2 separate regions of the Mus musculus genome follow, and region 2 is linked to region 1. A link is a contact called in public HiChIP or PLAC-seq data. All regions are on one chromosome and are shown on one strand. Each heading gives the region's core, a stretch centred on a gene start, on an enhancer-like site or on the middle of the called end of the contact. The rest is flanking DNA. Distances are from core to core; before and after follow the strand shown. Region 1 has its middle 10 kb from the start of Mir23a. Region 2 holds the start of Ptger1 (prostaglandin E receptor 1 (subtype EP1)).

Evidence for each region. HiChIP or PLAC-seq counts read pairs in DNA pulled down with a chosen protein or histone mark.
Region 2: a contact with region 1 is called in an H3K27ac HiChIP or PLAC-seq map of regulatory T cell precursor, with 7 times the contacts expected there. The contact joins the promoter of Ptger1 here to the enhancer-like site in region 1. A contact is called at or near these places in 5 of 115 datasets of contacts at active chromatin or transcription factors (bone marrow-derived macrophages, double positive thymocytes, fetal liver and 2 more) and 1 of 9 other capture datasets (liver).

The regions. Positions count from the first base shown.
Region 1 is chr8:84,195,618-84,201,514 of GRCm38.p6, reverse strand. No RefSeq gene overlaps it. Among named protein-coding and RNA genes, the nearest start is that of Mir23a, 10 kb to the left of the region's middle. Within about 2 kb of position 2,969, at least 432 of the 459 cell types and tissues checked have an H3K27ac peak or open chromatin away from gene starts, as enhancers often do. A contact at or near this core is called in bone marrow-derived macrophages, double positive thymocytes, fetal liver and 3 more, where this site is marked.
Region 2 is chr8:83,663,871-83,669,767 of GRCm38.p6, reverse strand. It overlaps Ptger1 (prostaglandin E receptor 1 (subtype EP1)), which reads right to left and starts at 3,124. Exons shown (of 3, transcript NM_013641.3): 1 at 2,852-3,124; 2 at 922-1,889; 3 at 1-501. The coding sequence starts at 1,872. The coding sequence ends at 235. It overlaps Gipc1 (GIPC PDZ domain containing family, member 1), which reads right to left. Exons shown (of 7, transcript NM_018771.3): 6 at 5,767-5,848; 7 at 4,979-5,650. The coding sequence ends at 5,499. It overlaps Pkn1 (protein kinase N1), which reads left to right. Exons shown (of 22, transcript NM_177262.4): 22 at 1-6.

The sequences.
Region 1 (5,897 bases), core at 1,720-4,219:
CCCAGCACTGTGGTGGTGTGAACACATGTGCCCAGGCTGGCCCAGGCACAGTGCGTGGGTGAGCGGCCAGGGTGAGCCCGCATCACCTCGCCTGGAAGCCTGCGCACCTGCCGGGCGTGCCGGCTTTGAGCTGGGCTGGCTGGGGCAGCCTCGGGGCCAGGGTGGTCCAGCCCCCAGACTTACCTTCTCAGGCCACCCTGCCAGAGGCGGGCAGCTGCTGCTGGCTGGGAAGGGGACAGGTACAGGGAGCCAAGGCACTTCCTAGACACTCAAGTGGTCAGTGGGGCCTGGCAGGCTGGAAGGTCACGCACAGCTGAGGGGTTCGGTGGCCTGCGAATCTAGAGGTCAGCCTGGGGCTAGCACAAGACAGCAGCAGGCCTCTCGTCAAGACCAAGGGCTGTGGCCTCGGCGCTGCACCACGCCGGGGTCAGGCCTTCGGCCCCGTAAGTCTACCTGCTGTCGCCCGCAGCCAGATCCAGTGCTTGCCTCCCGGGACAGGCGGTCACGGCCCCCTCTCTGCTCCCCGGGCCGCGCGGGAAAGTTGTCGCCGCCCGCGCCCCGCGAGTCTCTCCCGAGTCGGACCCCAATTCCCCGCGGGGGAGGGGAGCCGGGCTGCGCGCGGGCGAGACGACGCCGGCCGCGCCCCACCCCGCCGGCCGGCCCAGATCGCCTTTAAAACCTCCGCGTCTCCTCCCCCCACGGCCGGGCAGGGGGCGGGCGCGGGGCGGGGCGGGCGCCGCCGTCATGTGCCCCCGAGGCGGCCCGCCCCACGCTCACTAGTCTGTCCCCCAACTCAGGCCCAACTTTCTCCATATCCGGAATGGGCATGGGCCTGGGTACTCTGGGGGGGGTGGGTCCTGCCAAACAGGAATCTTCACTTCTACTGCACCTTCTCCAGTCTAGGAAGTCCCTCCTTTTATCTCACCCAATCCCCTCTTGCTGCTGTGGACAAGATTTTCTGATTCTAGGCTAGGTGACCCCTGAGTCTGCGCCCCTCCTCTTTCCAGGCTTCCGGGCACCCTCCCCCAACCACCCACCGGGGACCTCTGGGAGACTCCACAGTTACGGGTATATCCCTGAGAAAGAGCCCCCTCCCCCAACTCCATCCTTCCCTTTTTCTGTGCATGTCTCTCCCTCTTCATCCTTAAGGCCTCCCCTCCACCATCAGGAACACGGTGGTATTGTTCCCCTGGACGGGGCCCTGCCTCAGGGCCTGGCCTGGTGCCCAGGTAGGGGGCCAGGAACAAAACCCAGCCAAGGAGGGGCAGGGTGCCCTCTGTGGCCACGCCAACCTCCTTGGGCATGTTGGACTGCTACTTGGCCCTCTGCAGGGCAGAACAGAGGCGGGTGGACCCCAGCCCACACTGAACACCATCTTTCTGCACAGCACGGGCTGGGCCTTCCCAGAACTGGGTGGCTATTGCTCTCGGGGCAGTTTTCTCCAACCACTCCCAACATTTCCATATACTGCCACGGAGTCCCCATCCTGTGGGCGAGAAGGGGACACCTCCCCTTTGAATAAGACTAGGGGAGAGGGGTGACCCAGCACATGCCAGGTAGAGCACTGGAGGGACCTGTGACCTCTGGTCACTTCTTCAGCTAAGGACCCAACCGACTAGTGGTTTAGTTCTGCACTCTCTCGAACTTTGGTGTGAGTGTGGGATGAAGCCGAACCAAGCCATCAGCCCAGAGGCCCAAGTCTTGGGGACTCTGCAGCTTCCTTCCCATGTGGGGCCCAACAGGCAGGCTGGCCCAGAGTGCAAGATCTGACAGGTTAGGGCAGGAGGGAAAGGAGGCCCACCCCGTTGGGGCCCCAGGGGAGGATTTGGAGTGGCACAGAATTCTCCAACTCTGGGCAAGCCCTGGAAGATGGGAGAGACGGCCTCATGGCCCCCTGAGCACTTTAAATGAGGACAAAAAAGTTAGGTTCTGAGCTTATTAGCCCAGCACTTCAGAAGCTGAGGCAGGAAAATCACAGGTTAAATGTCAACCCGTGCTGCAGAGCGTGATCCTGTCTAGAAGGTAGAAGCAGCAGGGTCAGGAGTTCAAAGCCATCCTTGGGCTATTTGGTGAGTTTGAGGCCAGCTTGGACTCTATGAGACCATGCCTCAAAATTTGAAAGAAAAAGATATATAAAGGCAGAGAATTAGAGAGAGGGAGGGAAAAAGGGAGAGAGACAGACAGAGCACACAAGTCCAAGACCTGTGTACACTCAGGCGTTTACTCAGGCTCAAGCCAACCTCCGGGGGTGCCCTCTCTGTGCCCCTCAGAGACCTCATCAACCTGCCCTCAGATGCAGAGTGCCAACACCTCATCTGTTTTCTGTAGACACTTTATTTTTCATTCCATTTTGCTTTGTTGAGACAGTCTGTGTAGCCCAGGCTCTACTGGTTAAGACTCATGAGCCTCCTGCCTCAGTTTCCCCAACACTGCGATGACAGACCTGCACCATCACACGTGGCCTGGAAACATCCATTCACCAGTGAGTGAACTGATGCTCAGGCAACAACTCGCAGACCCTGGCGACTGCCCTGACCCTCATTATCTGTCCCCTAGCACCAATAGAAGAGCCAGCAGGACCTCAGCTCACTAAACTTAGCTATTAACTTTTTGATCAGGGAAGAAAATGGGGAGGCCTAGAACAGGGTGAGACCATATTGTGTAGGCACACACACACAAAGATACATAGACACACACACACACACCACACACACACAGCTGGTTCTGTCATGCTCTGCCCCACAGGAAGTGGAACATCTTAGATCCCACCAGCACCAGGTTGGTGGAGTGGGGGAGGGCTGTGTCAAGGGACCCTGTTAGGTCTGAAGGTCGCCCCACAGGTCACCCGGGCACACACGTAGAGCGCCCCGGGCCCCATGGCAACGCAGCACAGAGACATCAAACAGGGAGGCCCCACGTCACTGCGGTTAGGGAGGCTCCTCCCCACTGGCTGGCGGCTAGCGCCTCAGGCCGTCAGGCAGCCCGCCTCCTGTCGCCGTGGCGACCGACTGTGTTGTGGACTGTCCCGGGCCCACCAGATCCCTGCCCCCTCGCTGGGGCACTGCCGCTCCCCCGCATCCGGGGAGGGCGCCCAGCTCTGTCATTCAGCTGCCGGTATGGGGCCTAGTGTAGGGCAGTATGGCCTGCAATTTGCCACTTAGAGGGGTCCCCTGGAGATGAACAGTGTTGCCAGAGTCGCTACAGGGTTGGGTTGCCATTCATGGCCCCAAGGTGGGTAGTTACCAGGGCTCTGTTGAGGTGGGTGACACAGTAGTGGCCTCAAGGATAGGTAGCTACCAGTTGGGATAGGTGACACACAGGAGTGGCCCCGGGGATGAGTAGTTACCAGGGCGCTGTTGAGGTGGGTGACACGGAGGTGACCCCAGGATGGGTAGTTACCAGAGCGCTATTGAGGTGGGTGACACACAGGAGTGGCCCCAGGGATGAGTAGTTACCAGGGCCTGTTAGGGTTGGGTTGCCAAGGCGTTCTTGGGTTGGGTGACACAGGAATGGCCTATGGGATAGGTAGTTACCAGGGCGCTGTTGGGGTGGGTGACACAGGAGTGGCCCCAGACCTAGCCCAGCACCAGGGCTAACGTGAAGCCGGGGCAGGGGGAAGGAGGGAGTAAGCGGCTTAAGATGTCAAATTTCGTTGTGGGCGGCCATGAGGCGCTGGAGCGCACAGGGTTAAAGAGCGCCTTTCTCGGGGTCTCCCCTCCTCAACACCCCCTCCCTTCCGGGGGATTTCGGGCCCCAGCCCCTCTGACGTCAGTGGGGTTGCTATGGCAACCGCCCGACTTTCCCAAATAAAATTACTGCGGGCGAGCAAAGTTTCCTGGAGTCGGCTGCGGAGTAAACAATGGCAGGGGCGGGGCTCGGCGAGGGGGTCCCGAGGCTGGAGCTGGGGATCCCTGTCCCAGGCCTCTGGGAGATGGGTCCGGACAAGGGAACTGAGCGGACGCCTGGGCCGCTCCCACGCGTGCACTTCCTGTCGCCGGCTGCCGGAGGAGGTAAAACAAGCGAGCAGGCAACAACCGGAGCAGGGACAGGGAGGACCAGGCCCGCTGTACCCGCCAAACCCATCACCCACGTACTTTTAAGTGATAACCCGTTTCTCACTCCCGGGCCTCACCTAACCTGTAAAATGGGAACAGATTCACTTCCATTGGCTGCTGCCAGGTTCAGGGAGGGACCCCAGGTTTTGGCCAAAGCCAATTAAATGACTTTAGCTCCTGGGCTTGATACCCGCCTCCCAAGTGGGGGTATCCAGACCACAAAGCATGTAGATGTGTTTGATTTAAAAAGTACACGGTTGCCGGACGGTGGTGGTTTACGCTTTTAATCCCAGCACTTAGGAGGCAGAGACAGGCAGATTTCTGAGTTCGAGGCCAACCTGGTCTACAAAGTGAGTTCCAGGACAGCCAGGGCTACTCAGAGAAACCCTGTCTCGAAATAAATAAATAAATAAATAAATAAATAAATAAATAAATAAATTACACAGTGGAATTTTTGTTTTGCTGGTCTGGAAGGGCATGTTTGGAAGCCAGCATCTCCTGATGTAGCCCAGGCTGGAACTCAGTACAGTACTGGAACTCAGTACAGTACATAGCTTAGATTCCCCTGGCAGAGACAGGCAGATTTCTGAGTTCGAGGCCAACCTGGTCTACAAAGTGAGTTCCAGGACAGCCAGGGCTACTCAGAGAAACCCTGTCTCGAAATAAATAAATAAATAAATAAATAAATAAATAAATAAATAAATAAATAAATAACACAGTGGAATTTTTGTTTTGCTGGTCTGGAAGGGCATGTTTGGAAGCCAGCATCTCCTGATGTAGCCCAGGCTGGAACTCAGTACAGTACTGGAACTCAGTACAGTACATAGCTTAGATTCCCCTAAAACCTCTGGTATTCATCCTTAGCCTTCCAAGTGGTGGAATTACAGGCCCAGCCAAAGTATCGTTTTAGGATAGCTTTTTTTTTTAATTAAGTATGTAAATGTGAGTTTGATCCAAGCATTTAATTCCAGCACTTGGGAAGCAGAGGCAAGCTGATCTCTAAGTTCAAGACCAGCCTGGTTTTACAGAGCTACATCATGGATCAATTTTGAAGAAACAACAATAACAACAAAATATGTAACTATGTCTCGTGTAATATACTAAACAAACACAAAAAGTTATACTAAGGGCTGGAGAGATGGCTCAGTGGTTAAGAGCACTGATTGCCCTTCCAGAGGTCCTGAGTTCAATTCCCAGCAACCACCTGGTGGCTCACAACCAGCTGTAATGGGATCCGATGCCCTCTTCTGGTGTGTCTGAAGACAGCGACAATGTACAAATATACATAAAATAAATAAATCTTTTAAAAAAGTTATACTAAACCAATTTACTCTGAATCCTAAATTCAGATGTAACTGGAAGAGCTTTTTGTGTTATTTTAATTGTAATTAATGTAGTTTTTGAGACAGGGTCTCACTATGTAAACCTGGCTCTCCTGGAACTCACTCTGTAGATCAGACTGGCCTTGAACTTCAGAGGTCCACCTGCACCTCTGCCTCCTAAGTGCTGACATTAAAGGTGTGCACCACATACCCAGCATGAACTTTTCTTTAATTCATTCATTCATTCACTCATTTCTTTCTTTCTTTCTTTCTTTCTTTCTTTCTTTCTTTCTTTCTTTCTTTCTTTCTTTCTTTTTTTTTTTTTTTTAGACAGGGTTTCTCTGTATAGCCCTGGCTGTCCTGGAACTCACTGCAGGCTGGCCTCGAACTCAGAAATCTGCCTCCCAAGTGCTGGGATTACATTAATTTCTTTATGTTTTTTCTTTCTTTCTTTTTTTTAAAGATTTATTTAGTTTTATTTATATGAGTACATTGTAGCTGTCTTCAGACACACCAGAAG
Region 2 (5,897 bases), core at 1,875-4,374, 530 kb after region 1:
CTCTTCAAGCTGTTGGCCTGGGGAGTCCCACCTCTGGTGTTTCGAGCATCCCATGTATCTGGGCCATCGCGTGACCATCGTTAGAACTGTACTCGTCCCCAGTGGAGCCTCTTTCACCCCTGTGCGGTGACAGTGTTGTGGACCCACAGGACGCAGCGCCCTAGGCACACTGAGTTTGAGACTCTATACCCTTGAGCCCAGCCCAGAATGGTTTGACTTAGCTTCTGGGCACATTCAGAGGTGACTGAAACCACTGTGCCGGGAACTACGCAGTGAACTGGCTTCCCAGGCACTCTTGGTTAGGCCCAGCTCCGTTGGACCACCCTTGGCACTGACCCTCAGGGGTAGGAGGCGAAGCAGTTGGCGCAGCATGGCCTGGCGCAGCAGGATGTACACCCATGGGTCCAGGATCTGGTTCCACGATGCGAGGCGTACAGCCAGAAAGAGTGGCCGCTGCAGGGAGTTAGAGTTCCAGCCCCCGATGGCCAACACCACCAACACCTGCGAGAGAAGCAGGTGTGAGCAGTGGAGCCCGCCGGAGAGAAGGGGTGGGGTGGAGGGTCAGGATGCCGGGGCGAGCCATGCAGGACAAATAGGATCTGTGCAGGAAGGAGAGTGACTAAGCAAAGGTCATCAGAGATTGCGGAGAGTCCGGCTAGAGAAGACCCAGTATTACAACACACATACGACTCTAAGGTCAACAAGCTGGGAAGGAAAAAGGCTATGAATGGATGGAGCGGAGGGATGTAGAAAGTGAAAGGCTTGAGTGTGTGAGACTATTTACAGAGATCCTAAAGAGAGTGAAGAAAAGGGTCCCGGATAGCAGAGGGGCAGGCTTTGTCTGCAGGCAGGGTCTTCAGGAGGCAGAGCCCAGGAGGGGGCAGAAAAGAGTTTGGCTTGAGGAGCGACTGCGCCCCTCACCAGCAGGGGGCTCCAGCAGATGCACGACACCACCATGATGCCCACGAGCTGGCCCACCATTTCCACATCGTGTGCGTGAACCCTGCGCGCGGAGCCGCCGCCCCGAGAGCTGCGGAGGGTGGCTGTGGCTGAAGTGATGGATGAGGCAGACGAGGCGGAGGCCAAGCGGGGTCCACGAGATCCCCAGCGCCGGCGATCATCGGGACCTGCGGTCTTTCGGAATCGTCGAGAGCGACGCCGTCTCCAGCGGGCACGGAGGAGCGCCAGGCCGCTGAGCGTATTGCACACTAATGCCGCAAGGAGCGCGGCCAGGCCAAGGCCGGCGAAGAGGCCGGCAAGCAACGCCTGGCGCCAACCTCCACGAGGCCCAAGGCTAATAAAACACCAGGTGCCAGGGTACTGTAACTCGTAGCGACCCACGTGTACCAGTGGCAGCAGCGCCACTGCCAAAGCCATGGCAGCCAGCACGGCTAGTGCCAGGCGTGCGCGGGCCACAGATACGCGCGCCGCGTGGATCAGTGGCTGCGTGACACCCACACAGCGCTCTACGGCCATGCCACAGCCAAGCAAAAGTGGGCACAGGCCGAAGAAGACCATGCAGCCACCCAGGAAATGACACGCCCCTCCAGCAGGCGCACGCCCCGCAGTATACAGGCGAAGCACCAGGGCGCCCGGGATCACATGGCCTGCTAGGTCGATGGCAAGCAGGCTGGCGACGAACAACAGGAAGGTGGCAGCCGAGCGGCGCCGCCGCATTCGGCCTGCAACCTGGGCCAGCAGCGCCAGCGCCAGCACGTTGGACACAGCACCCAGCGTCATGGAGAAGATAGGCAGCGCTGGTGATGTGCCATTATCGCCTGTTGGCAGCACCACAGATGTATTGGGGAGCCTGGGTGTTGCGCACGTTGCTGCCTCATCCGCTAGGCTCAGGTTAAGCCCGCAGGGGCTCATATCAGTGGCCAAGAGGGCTGCGTAGATAAGAAGAGGGCACAGTGAGGTAGGGTCCCAACCTTCTGTGCCCAGGGCACCGCCACATGACCCTAGCTGCTCCATTTCAGATCCTATTCACCTGTCACTGGCCCCATCTCGTGTCTGGCTTCATTCTGCCCTCGTATCTGCTGGGGGTCTTGACTGACCTGGCACGGGTCCCGGGTATCTAGTCTCATCTCCACCCCACCCCCACCTCCACGTTTCCACCCCATCAGTTTCCTGGTCCATGATCCCATGGGATAGACCCTTGCCCATTTCTGATCCCAATTTCCACTTTCGTGTCTGCCTGCCCATCTCTCCGTTTTCAGAAGTCTCCTTGGCTTGCCCTGGAACTGGCCAGGCTAACCTTAAATTCAAAAGATCCACCTGCCTATGCCTCCTGTGTCTTGGGATTAAAGGCTCACACCACAACTAGCTTTGGTCACCTTTTAACTCTGTCCTTGATGTCCCTGTTCCAACAACGCCACCACTTATAGTTCATCTCTTCCAATGGCCGTGTGCCTGTCTCCAGAGACTGATCCAATCTGCAGTTAGATCTCTTCCCCAAACAACCCATCTCTACACCTATAGACCCGTTCTTGTGCCCCAAGGCCTCTATGCCACATCTCTGGTCTCCGTGGTCCTCTCTGTCCCCACAGACCCCTGCTACCCCGAACCCATCTCTGAACTCTATGGTGCTCTCAGATCCCATGGGCCCAGCTCTTTTCCAGAATCCCATCTCTGTTGCCCTCTCTTGTCTCCATGGCAATCTCTCACCAGTCTGGCATTGCCTCATTCAGATGCCCATCCCATACCCCTATTTGAACCGCCCCCGGCTTGCCCATTCTCTAGTTGAGAGGAGATGGACAGCCTAGGACTGAGAGCCATTAAACAGCAAGAGAGCAGGAGGGCTATAGCTAGCCTTCTTTGGCTTGCTATCCTCAATGTCCCAGCTTCTTACCCAGTGCTGCTCAGGATGCAGGGTCCCCATGGCCTGGAACTTGGCTCCTGCTGCCTGCTCCAGCTACTCCCTGGCTCCCGGCAGGCCGCTCCCTCTTCCTGGGGCGGCTCCTCGGCTCCGTGCCGCCTCCACCCGCACTTCACTGGCCTCCAGGGGCTGCTCCACCCCATGCATGTCTGCTCTCTGGGGCTGGGAGCCTTGAGTGGGCAAAACTGCTGGCAACAGTCAGGGCAACTGGGCCCAGCTCCTTCCCGCCAAGGACTGAGGTTCTCTGAATTGGTTTGGTCTCTGTGACCCCCCTCCTCTCAGCGGGGCAGGAGCAAACCCCCACACCCTCACCCGGGCCTCTTGCCCGCCTCATTAATAAAGTGGATAAAATCTAAACACTGGAAAATGTGAGCATCGCCTGGGGCAGGCTGGAAGGGCTATGAGTTCCCGTGGGGGGCGGGGGGGGGCAGGAGAGTGAGTGTGTGTGTGGAGGAGTGTTGTCCTCATTGGACTTGAGGGGTTGGGAGTTGCCTGGGTGTGATGGGAGCTAGCAATGCCTCCTACCCTTGCCTTTATGGTTGTCACAGTTGGGCAGAGGTGGGCAGCCTAGACCAGGGCAACAGGGAGTCATCCTAGGTGAAGAGAGGTGGCTAAATGACTCAGGGGAGCCAGGCTATCATCTGTATCCTGCCTTATGGGGAGGTAGGCAATTCATAGGGCACCCTGCATCCATAGCTATGTCTCACCTTCTGTCTTGAAAAGGGGCACACATGCAGCCACTGTCAGCTTAGTCATAATGGGGAGTAAACACTGGATAGCACTCACCATTGCTGACTGTAACATCTATCCCCCCTCCCCCATATGAAACTGATGCTTACCTCAGCACTGGGTGTAAATCTCACTGTCACTGTAAGTCTGTTCCCAGCCCCAGAGCACACCTCCTGATGTAGTCTCCCTTAAACCAATGCCCATGGACCCCGAGAACTTGTCCTGAGACACATAATCACATCTCTAAGGCCTGTTTATCCTGAATCCCCCCCCCCAAAAAAAAGAAAGAATACACCAGAGACCCATGCACACACTGAACACAGCTCCCTGAAACTCACTGCACCCAAGGCTTACCCACAATAATCACAGCTCTGGTTCAACCTGGCTACCAACCACCCACTACACATGGTCCCAGCTGCTCCCAGCAGACATGCGAGACCCCAGTATAGGACCTGGGCTACAATTCAGTGACAGAGCACATCCTTAGCATGTATGAAGCCCTGGGTTCTACTATCAGTACTGAAAATGGGCTTGTGATCAGGGATAGCAAGTAGCCATCTGCAGGGCTTCTGTCCTATATCCAGGATACCCATCTCCTGCCTGGTACCAGGGAACCAGTACCACTCAGCCTTCCTGCAGCATCTCTGCTGGGCTTACCCCAAACATTCCTATGGTTGCTGGAGAGAGACCTCTGGCCTGGTTCCCCTTGTTCCAATTGCCTCCCCTCTCCCCAAGTCTGGCCAGGGTCCCACCCCACCCTTTCCTTGATCTCCTTAAATCCTAGGATGAAATGGACTGTCAAAACAAGCTTGGCAGGTTTACATCTCTGTGAAGCACTGTGCCATGGATGCCTGTCCCCTGAGTACAACTAGGGTAACAGGGCAACAGGCCTTGCTGCCACACACGGGGGCTCTCACACAAGAGGAGCATATGTGAGGCCTGGGTGAGTGGGGAACCAGGTCTGAACCCCAAGCCAGCCAGAAACTCCAGCACTGCCTGGAAGCTTGACGGCCTCCAGCCAGGGGGAGGGGGCAGCAGGGCAGCCAATTCCTAATTCAATTTGGAATCCAGGAGATAGATTTCAGCTGCTGCATTCTTTCCCTGGCCACCCCTCCTTCCCCAGAGCCAAACAGCTCCCAGAGTAAAATCTCTATATCCAAGAGAGGGTGTGTGGACACAAAAGCCCACTGCCTCCCTCCCCCTCCCTCCTCATTGTCTAAAGACAAGGAACCGGGGTTCACAGCAGTGTCCACTCAAATGGGAGGTAACAGACCCCAACTGAGAGGGCTCCCCTCAGGTGGGAGATGCCCAAGGGAAGGCATTATTGCCATTCTGCATTTCTGGTGTCAAGAAAGCAGGGAGAGCAGGGAGTGGTGACGCACACCTTTAATCCCAGCACTGTGAATGCAGATGCAGGTGGATCTCTGTGAGTTCAAGGCCAGCCTGGTCTACAGAATGAGTTCCAGGACAGCCAGAGCTACATAGTGACTTTGTCTTGAAAATAAACAAAGCAAAAAAAGTAAAGTAGGGAGGTCATGACCCCAAAGAGAACTGAGGCCCAGGGGGACAGAAGGGGCAGTTGCCAGCTGATGGTGGGAAATGTTGGGGACAGAGGTGACTGCCCAGTGTGTTGGTCCCTCCCATGCGAGTACTCTATTGAGGTAGGTGGGGAACCCGGCAGGGGTTGGCCGGGGACCCCAACCAGGCTGGGCACCGTGGTGGTACTGATTGGAGTGGGGCCAGGACCACAGGGCATTTGCACCCCATGCCTTTCCCAGGCTGCTGATTTACGAGCCTCGGCTGTGTGCCCAGGTCCCGGCTGTGGCACCCCTCCTGGAAACCCCAGCCAGGCCAAGCCAGGTTATCTCAAGGTCCAGGTTCAGTTCCAGTCTTAGTAGCGGCCAACCTTGGCATCCCCGATAGCTCCCCAGACATCAAAGACAAATTCATCTGGGAATGCGAAGTCACCGAGCCGCTCATCCAGGGCTTCTGCCAGCTCGTCCGGGTTCCTTTTGTCCTTTCCCAGCTCCACCATGGTGGCAGCTGGAAAAGATGGAGGCACAGATGTCATGATGGGCAGAGGTGTAGGCTCAACTCAGCCTGGGTGAGACCTGGAAGCCCACTCCCACCTTGCAGGCATGGGTGGGTGCCCCACTCACCCAGCTCCGTGTCTCTGATCCCCATGTAGCTCTCTAGCAAGTCATCCACCTTCTCAATGGCCTTCTCCTCAAAGGCCGACGGCTGTGGAGGGCGGGGACAAGACAGCACAATAACGTCAACAGTACTGTGA